Regions from separate parts of the Triticum aestivum genome. Here region 2 is linked to region 1. A link is a contact called in public Hi-C data. All regions are on one chromosome and are shown on one strand. The core of a region is the stretch at or near the end of the contact, and the rest is flanking DNA. Distances in the headings are between cores, read along the strand shown. Region 1 holds the start of LOC123090862 (glutamine synthetase cytosolic isozyme 1-3). Region 2 has its middle 54 kb from the start of LOC123094346.

The links. Hi-C and Micro-C count contacts between places; a contact is called where the count stands out from the background.
Region 2: a Hi-C map of leaf shows a contact between it and region 1, with 5 times the contacts expected there. The contact joins the enhancer-like site here to the promoter of LOC123090862 in region 1. A contact is called at or near these places in 2 of 5 Hi-C or Micro-C datasets (both in leaf).

What each region holds. Positions count from the first base shown.
Region 1 is chr4B:37,447,805-37,452,906 of IWGSC CS RefSeq v2.1, reverse strand. It overlaps LOC123090862 (glutamine synthetase cytosolic isozyme 1-3), which reads left to right and starts at 2,964. Exons shown (of 11, transcript XM_044512214.1): 1 at 2,964-3,213; 2 at 3,705-3,744; 3 at 3,878-3,981; 4 at 4,079-4,127; 5 at 4,269-4,375; 6 at 4,494-4,581; 7 at 4,764-4,967; 8 at 5,055-5,102. The coding sequence starts at 3,140.
Region 2 is chr4B:37,742,427-37,747,153 of IWGSC CS RefSeq v2.1, reverse strand. No RefSeq gene overlaps it. Among protein-coding and RNA genes, the nearest start is that of LOC123094346, 54 kb to the right of the region's middle. Within about 2 kb of position 1,408, at least 1 of the 8 cell types and tissues checked has an H3K27ac peak or open chromatin away from gene starts, as enhancers often do. A contact at or near this core is called in leaf, where this site is marked.

The DNA of each region.
Region 1 (5,102 bases), core at 1,715-4,214:
TGACATTTAGCCAAACACTTGTCGGTCGTGGTGCCCCATGGAAAATAATGTGCAGAGGTGGACGTTACCTGACAGTGGCAAAACTAGTGGGAGGGCATAGGCAAGTCGTGGCTGGCACCCAGGCGGAGCGGCGAAGGCTTGGCAAGGCTTGGGCGGCGGAGTAGGTGTTACAACAACGGTGGCGGTGGAGGTCAAATTATGTGGATTCAGAGCAAGGGTGAGGGGTCGGAGAGAGAAAAGCGGGGCTCTAGATGGGTTTTTGTGTGGGACGAGTGTGTCAGATGCCTACGTGGTGGCTGTCCGAAGGTTCGCAAACCTTCTCCAGCTATGCTTCGGTTTATGAGAATTCAAACGGTCAAACTGATTATTATTTTTGCGGGGGGGAGGGAATTCCATTGCTCAAGGAGGCCTCTCAGCCACAACCAAGTTTACAAGAAAGTCCGGCCCTCCTGCGAACTAGACTGTCGTACAGGGGGTACTACGATAATTCTGCAGACGGTCAAGCTGATTCACAGACCCTTTGATGTATGACATTGGATGACACAAAGAATCCAGACCCTAGACGTTTGTCAGCATTTTGATGATGAAGGGCGCGTTGGAGATGCCCTAAGGGTCTGCAGTCTACTAGAGTTGGTTGTCCATTTCCTAACGAACTCGTTAGGTGAATGTATTTTGTCGTCCACGAGGTAAGAGCAACTCCAATGGGGCAACCCATTTCATCCGCATGCGTCCGTTTGGGTCGGCGCGGACAAAAGTGCAGGCCCAACGCGGCGACCCAAACGCAAATCGCGTCCGCGCCGACCCATTTTCAGCCCAAAATTGCGTCTAGAATGCGTCGGCACGGATGCGAAGCATACGCGCCGCGCGTCTCATCGGCGTCTGCCGCGTCCCCACCTGTAGGCCACCCAATCGCCACCGGTCGTCATATTTATGACGACCACCGACAGCGGGCCCACTTGTCAGCCTCTGGAAGCTTCCTTTTTTAAGCACGCGTGCGACGGGTGGGCGGCCTCATCCAGTTCTCCTGTCCACATCTAGCCCCCCACCACTCCCTTGCTTCATCACCGGTGACAGGAAACCCTAGCCCGCCATGGGCTTCTTCGGCAACAATGACAAGGGCAAGGGCAAGTGCACCCCCGGCATGTCGTCCTCCCGTGCTCCCCTCCCCCTCCTCCTCTGCCGGCGGCCCATTTACGCCCTGAACATCGGCACCTGCACATCCCGGTGCACCAAGCACGGTGGCATTGGGAGTACAGGCAGCCCCTCCCCTACCCTGACGTGACGCTGCCGCACCATTGGCACTTAGATCCCCAGCGGATCCCGGTGTCAGCGGTTCTGCGGAGCCAGCAGGCACACGACGACGAGGTGCACCAGCGCCGCGCGCAGCTCACGCCGGAGCAGTGTCGGCTGCCTTGAGTACGTCGCCGACTCTCCCAACTGGGAGGCTTGGTTCGCCCTCGAGCACGAGGAGCAACGGCGCTCGGGCGTCGACGCCGTCCCCACGTCGTTCCCGCTGCCGCCCTCGAGGAGGCCCTGCAGCAGGCGCTGGAGGCTAGCCGCCTCAAGGAGGACGCGCGCTGGGATGGGCTGGAGCAAGCCCTCGCCCTGTTGGCGGCGGGGGACTCCGTCCACACCCCGTTGTTCCAGCCGCCACCGCCACCGTCGCCGCCCATCCAGCCCAAGTCGTAGCCGAAGCCGACGCGGAAGCGCTCCCCGTCTCCACCCACTTGGCCGGAGGAGGCCTACTCGGCCAGTACCGCGAGTGTGTGAGCGCGCCCCCCGTCCACTTCGCCGCAACGCCGGAGCGGGAGGCCGCCCACCTCGAGCGCTGGAAGGCACACTGGCTCGCCAGGAGCAGGCCGACGGCGAGCAGCAGATGCGCTACGAGGCCATGCTCCAGCGCGATGCGGAGGCGCTCCGGCTCAAGGAGGAGGAGGAGGAGCGCGCGCGGCTAGCCGCAATGCCGCCGCCCCAGCAGACGCCGGAGGAGGTTGTCCTGGCAGCATACCCAGGCGGCGTTCGGGTGGGTAGGCCCTGCTCCCGTCTTCATCGACCTCACCGGCGATGGCGACGGCAGCGGCGCCGCCAAGGGCAGCGTGCGGGGCGGCAGAAGGCGGCGCAGTCTTTTTTCTTAATGTTTTAATTATGTTTAAGTGGACTTTGGCCGGCGACCGGCCACTTATGTTTTATTATGTTTATTTTAAGTTTATTTCGTGCAAGCATATTTTTTTGCATGCCATGCCGGCACATTTGGGTCTGCCTCCCCGTTGGATGGTCAAGCCGACCCATTTTACAATACGGACGCGCACGTCCGCCTGACAAAAACGGACAAAACGCGTGCTGGTTTGGGTCGCCCCGTTGGAGTTGCTCTAACGATGTCACGAGGGGGATGACACGACAGGCACAACAACTTAGCTGCTCACACATGTCCCGAAGTCATGGTTAAATTTGCTACTGCGATGGTCACGGAGTAGCAGTGGTCGCTTTCCTACATAGAGTATCTTGCAGGTGTGGCTCACGTCTCACTCATGTCACCGTCTAGCTTTGACCCATCGGGTCAGTCAGTCAGTCCACAGGGATCCGCACGGACGCCGGGACAAGAGAACGTGAATTTGCCCTTCACCACTGGAGTAGTAGCACTGGCTAGCCAGCTGCTTCATGCATAAGCAAAGGGGAAGTCAGCCATAGCCATAGCCAATTTCTCCTTCCCCGACCGAGTGAATGGCACTTTCAGCAGGGCTTTCTTAATTTTAATTAATGAAGTGCTCCTGATGTGGTGTGCGGATCAGCGAAGCGCGGTTGTCCGTACGCATGGCGTCCCGTGTACTGGTACAGTAGAAAAGGTGTTCCGTGCGCGCAGGCCGCGGAAACGTACGCACGCAAGGACAGCCGTACGTACCATCGGTTTCCGTTTCCCCCCGCCCGCAACGCCCACCAACCTTTCAGGGCCTCCTCCCCCGTCGCCACGCTACTTATAGAGGGGCAGAGCCAGCTACGGCGGCACCACTCGGCTCGCTCCCCTGTCCCGCATTTCCCAGAGAGCTACCATTTGCCACTACAACACCTCTCCCTCTCCCTCTCCCTCTCCATCTCCGGTAGGCTCCGGGGGAAGAAGAAGAACAGCACGCCGGCATCCGCCATGTCTCCGCTCGCCGACCTTCTCAGCCTCGACCTGTCCGGCTGCACCGGCAAGATCATCGCCGAGTACATATGGTAACATCCCTCTTCCTCCATCTTCCTCAGCACTGTCCCAACCTCCCATCTCACCTTCCTTCCAAGTCAGGCAGGCCACATATTTTTTTCCTCCCCACAAATCCCATCTCACGTTTCTTTCTAGTTTAGTTTACTATACTAGTGCGTTTCTCAAATTTTGAGCCCAGTAAAAACCCTTCTCTTGTTTTTAGGCCTTGATCTGTTGCCAATATGTTTTTTTTTTCTCTTTTTTTCTTTGTTTGGCTATGTGCATCTTGGCTATGCCTTGGCTAGGTGTTGCTGGTCATGATTTGTATCTGCATGATACTAGTACTTCCTCTGTAAAGAAATATAAGAGTGTTTTGGTCTAAATGATCTTTGATCTAAACGCTTTTATATTTTTGTAGGGGGGAGGGAGGGAGTACATTATAAGTTAATAAATTGGGGAAATCGGCATCGTACTTTTATGCCTTATTACTAACCTACTTCCATATACACCTTGCCTAATCCAGGGTCGGCGGCACGGGCATGGACGTCAGGAGCAAAGCCAGGGTAAGCCTAACCCACGACGACTCATTACTTTGCCGGCCGGCTCCTTTTTGTCTAAGCTGTGACGGCACTGCAAGCATGATATGTTCCTAACACTTCCTGTGACCCTTTTGATGCCTTGGATATTCACAATCAGACGCTGCCCGGGCCCGTTGATGACCCCAGCAAGCTCCCAAAATGGAATTTCGACGGCTCCAGCACCGGCCAGGCCACGGGCGACGACAGCGAGGTCATCCTCTGGTAAGCCCTTGACTGCACTCTTCACATAACCATCATGCCTTGGCTTGCGTGCCTTGAGGCTGAGCTAATCTGAATTTCATGTCTTGCTCCTGCCAAGCCCTCAAGCCATCTTCAGGGACCCATTCAGGAAGGGGAACAACATCCTGGTATATAAGAATGATCAAGATCCTCCTTGTTTTTTCATTCATGGATTTCGTGTTATTGTTTATTTGTGTTAATGAATTTTGAAAAGTTGTTCATGAGTGCTTTTTCACCTCTAGTATTTTTTTTTAACCTCGCGCGTTTAGGTCATCTGTGACTGCTATGCGCCTAACGGAGAGCCGATTCCGAGCAACAAGCGGTACAACGCGGCGAGGATATTCGGCCATCCCGAGGTCAAGGCTGAAGAACCATGGTCGGTACTCAGTTGCTCTGTTCTATAGAAATTAGTCCACTACTTTAATTTTTGCACATAATTTAATTCATGTGGCAATTAATCTTGTGACACCCCCTTATGTTGCCTGAAATGTAAGGTATGGGATTGAGCAAGAGTACACCCTTCTTCAGAAGGACACCAACTGGCCCATTGGCTGGCCACTAGGGGGTTACCCTGGCCCTCAGGTAACTTAACTAGACATGCTGCATATTGCAGCACTCTTATTAAGAGCAAGTCTTAGCCAAGATCACTCCACTAAGTAAGGGAGGAAACTTGGCTGTAAATGATGTTAGCTTAGCACTTGCTGACAACAGTTCAGAAATGTTGGACCGATAGTGACACTGGCAGAGCAAAATGTGTGTGACAGGGACCTTACTACTGCGCCGCGGGTGCGGAGAAATCTTACGGGCGCGACATCGTCGATGCACACTACAAGGCCTGCCTCTACGCCGGCATCAACATCGGCGGCATCAATGCAGAAGTCATGCCAGGACAGTGGGAGTTCCAAGTCGGCCCTTCCGTCGGCATCTCGGCCGGCGACGAGCTCTGGGCGGCTCGCTACATCCTGGAGGTAAATGAAACCGCCTCATCTGGTTGAATGAATGAATAAAATGCAACTTGTGCTGATAAGAAATTTTTCCTTTGTGTAACCCAATAGAGGATCACTGAGATTGCTGGCGTCGTCGTCTCCTTCGACCCCAAGCCG
Region 2 (4,727 bases), core at 159-2,658, 300 kb before region 1:
AAACTAGGAGTACAACTACTCCTGAGCCAACACAGGGTCGGCAGCTAATGCTGCAGCCAGGTCATCTGGGACGCTCGCCATCATAATCATGTCTTCCTGACTTCTAGCCCGAGCAGCTAGAAGGTGAGCCATCTTGTTTTGGTTCCTGCTCGTGTAGTTGACCTGGGCTGTACTGAATTTCACCAATTCCGTCTTGATGTCAGCGATCACGGGGTACCAGGCAGATAAGTTGCTGGCACCTGGCCGCAGCTCATTTGACAAAAATGTGCAGTCCGTGTCAGCAACGATTGGCCCCCTGTGTAGGTCGGACAGGGTCTGTAGTCCAGCAAGGAGGGTGGGAGCCTCAGCTTCCTCAACTGCGCCACAGCAGCCAATCTGTTTGGACAAAGAGAAAACCACGACCTCTCTGTGGTCTCGTGCGATCGCACCCGCATGGGAAATTCCGCTGTCAGCCCGGAATGCTGCGTCTGAGTTCAGTTTGATGGTGCCCACATCTGGAGGACACCACTGATTTGCCGTGGTGTTGCCTGAGCCCTCTCCAATGCCTGTGTCTGTCTGTTGATGCAAAGAACTCCGACCGGCCAGAGTGTTCACTGCATGCACCTGTTTCTGTTTGAGGTTTGGTTCTTCCTTTTCCATTGTATCGGAGCACCTGATTTCCTCCTCGTAATGTTTCAAGAAGAGCGCCGATCGGGTGATGAGCTCCTTTCCTGTGTTATGAACACAGTCATCACGAGGAACCAGCACCGCCAAAGTAGGAGGAGTATTTTTGCTCTCATCTCTGTGCAACAAGGATTGAGAAGGACTGAGAAGGTTCTGAAGCCGATCGGGTGATGAACTTATTACTTATGTTTATCAAAACTGTATATAAGAAATGGCGCGTACTATCACACGGAGCAGGTTTTACGATATTTTTCTCCCGTTGCAACGCACGGGCCCTTTTTGCTAGTATAATTAACGAAAGAAAACGTACGAGTATGGAGTATGCATGGTTGAATCTCCGGCCGTCTCGATCGGTGTGCCTCGTGATTCAGCATCCACACTGCATACAATTACACGTCGATCGCCAGCGTTGTACGTACAGTAGTGAGAGACCCAACGGTGACGCGTGCCCCTGGATCTGGATGGACTGTGCTGGCCGCTTCCATGAAGCTTTTGGACCCCGGAAGAGACAAACAAACATCGGTGATCTGTTGAGTGAATCTCGCATCGCATGGTGCTAGTCACCATGCCTTATCTTCGTTCCGTTTTGTACTATTTGTATCTTTGCAGCTTTTGTGATGCTGCTTAGGCACAGATGAGCAGGTGGCACGCTAGCCCGTTTTGATCGGATGCATGTGGGGTGCCTAGCACCAGCAAAATGCTACTCCAGTACAACTATGCATCAATATATAGTCACATCATGTTTGAATAGGTCAAGGTGGTGGAAGGGCCATCACATAAATAGCCTACAAGCGCGCTTGTCAGCCACTCAATTCGATTGGTGAAAAGAGAAGGCGAAATTCGATTTGTAGCGCGACGGATCCATCTTAGGTGTGGCGTGTAGAGCTTGCGCTCTTCGATCTCATGACGTTTGCTTCAATCGCCTTACATCGTGCAAGGCCTCATTTACGCATACACCATGTGGACGATGACCTTATGCTGTTACCATCTCATATATGTTAGAGCATCTACAGCCGGCCTAGCAAATTCCGCCCTTCAAACGTCCGCATATGCCGCCTCCCCTTACTCCCCTTGTCCTCTTCCAACTCTGACGGTCCCTAGAGGACAAACCATATGTCGCCTTCACAATATTACTACTGCCGCCCCAATGATGACAAGAGCAAGGGCAAGGTGAAGCGATGAACATCTTCATCCTAACTTTATCCTAGAACATCATTTTCATCTATAGTTTATGTGTATGAATTTGTTGTCCGCGTATGTCTTATCCTCCCATGTGTATGAACTTACTACCTGTCTTTATGTGCTGTCTAAATGTGTTGATCAATGTTGCGTGATTTGCGGGGGTTCAAATGTGTGTGTTGTCTGTGGAAGTGTCCACGATCATGTAGGTGGTCAAATTAGGAAAATCCTATTGAAGAGGCTCTAAATATCTATGACCAACTGAGTAGTGAATGGTGGTTCAACTCCACTTTTTTTAAACAAAGACAAGTCAACAAAGCTTCATTTACTATCAAGGGCTTATGTGTTAATCCATCCGTCCCATAATATAAGATCGTTTTGCAAGCTATATCTTATATTATGGGACGAAGGGAGTAGTTTTTATTTATTTGAGTCAACTAAATTAATACACCGAAGAAACGTGCCACACAAAGTCCAAATTTTGTTAATAAGTAGGTCCCCACGGAAAGATCAACCACAAATATAATAACCTGTTACACATCAGTTACATGCTGCGTTGTTCTATCAGCTGGTAGGTGGAAGGGATCTTCACAAACTTCTCTGGAATGCAGAGGAACGAATTTTAGTCTACGTAAAATATTTGCAGCAATAGACTAGTTCTTACATGCATCTTTCACCGTCCTATCACTGAACATGGCTGCAAAGCAAAACCAAAACATGACGGGCAACTAAGGCTAGGATTCGGAAATTGATAGAACCAGATGTTCAGGTACAACTGAAAGTTGAGTTCCTAAGGCCGCCCATGCCCAATGTATTGTATATGTGTGCCCGGTTGATGACCGCTGGGAATATGCTAAGGCTAAGTATATGTCAATAGCTTAAGAAGCCAAGCAAATTCAACCAAGACGGGATTGCATGCATGGTGTGGAGTGCATATATATATTCATCTTGTACAAGGCCACTAGTAGAAAAACACTTAATAGTCCCGGTTCGTAAGGGCCTTTAGTCCCGGTTCATGAACCGGGACTAATGGGCCGTTACTAATACCTCCACCCATTAGTCCCGGTTCAAACAAGGACCGGGACCAATGTGCCTCCACGTGGCCCTGTGCGCCGAGCCCAGTCAGGGGTCCTTTGGTCCCAATTGGTGGCACCAACCGGGACCAAAAAGCATCCACGCGTCAGCATTCCAGTGGTTGGGGTTTTTGTTATTTTTTTTTGAAAGGAGGGGGGCGGGATTGGGGGTTTTGGGGGGTTAATTTACGTGTTTCATATATTGTGTTAGCTAGCTAATTAATAAAGAGAAGTGTCCTCTCTTATGTCCGTGCTTGGTCGACTCTATGTACTATATATACATAAGTGATCGAGAGAACCATTCAGTACAGAAGTTCATGCATACCGAGAGAAGTGATCGATCGACCTCTCTCCTTCTCCGAGAGATTGGTCGAACAACAAGTTTTCGTATATCATGTATCTGACGCTACTGGCTACATACATGCATGTACAATATGTATAAGATCTCTTATAATTACAATTCCCTAGCAATTGAAATCAATTTCCACATGGTATGCTCCGGCTTTATTGATGACGTGGTCAAGAAAGAATCCCGCCAATTCCTCTTGAATTGCTTTCATGCGATCTGGTTCTAGGAGTTCATTCCGCATCTGCCACGTCTAATTTGAAGAAGGGGGTTAATTAATACATATATATGAATGAAACTCAACAGAAATGATGGTGTAATAAAATGAAATTGTGAATATTATTGCTTACGCACTTCATATTGTCTTTGAGAGTAGCCCCGCTTGTTTTTCAAAGTCGCGTTGTGGATGAACTCGCACACGTAGTATCCACAGAAATCATTCCCTTCTTCCTGCCACAAGCACTTTACGAGAAATAGAGGTCAATCAAACTGATAATGAAGCATTATAAATGGCATTGATGAAAGTATAGCTATAGAATCAACGGGAGATGCGCGCAACTAGCTAGCCAGTAGTACTTACTTTCGGGTATGTATATCGCAGCTCCTTCGGCAGTCCCGGAGCTTCTGCGGTGAACTGTTTCCAAATCCTGCAAGACAAAGAAAATAATTATTATTACTTGAGATATCAGGAAATTAACAAAAAGTTGCCGATATGGTGCGATAATGATCGATTGAACTTACTTGCTGAGCATTTCAGTCATGTCCGCATAGGATTTGGGATCTTTCCGTCTCGAGTCTAAGACGGTTACTAGTCCACGCTCAAGCTTAATCTCCAGAAGAATATAGTGGTACCTGCGCACGCATGCATAACTCATCAATTACATTACTATAACCTCGCTCGAGTAATAAGGGAAACCGAATATGCACACAGCAGTAACACTCACTTGCCGTTGTAAGGAAAGAGTATGGTATCTTTGTTTTGATTTTTTATCAATGATTGTAGCACGTTGTCCTCAGCCTCTTTGATGTCCTTTTAACCAGAATTTCATCTATGATATTTGTGTTAATGAACCCAATATCATAAATTTCTTGTTTTTTGCACTCGACGATCTTCAATCTGCATAATATATTGAGGATAATTAATTATAAATACATGAAATGAAAGAGCCAAAGCTATATATAGACTTAATGACAGAAATAGTACTTACAGACAGTAGCAAAAGACCATTAGTTTATCGAGGGCCTTTTGATTGAAGAACGCGAAGAACTCATCAAATGGAACAGTCGACAGATCATTTGCAATGAGATCGTGCTCCTCTTTAATATGCAGATACAAAGCATTCGCACCCTCAGACTCTCTGCAGGTTTCCATGTACCAATTATGGAATCTTCGCATCATTGTTGTCAGAGATTTTTCATCTTTGACGAGAGGCTTCCCGTACTCGTATTTGTGTTCGTCCACCTCC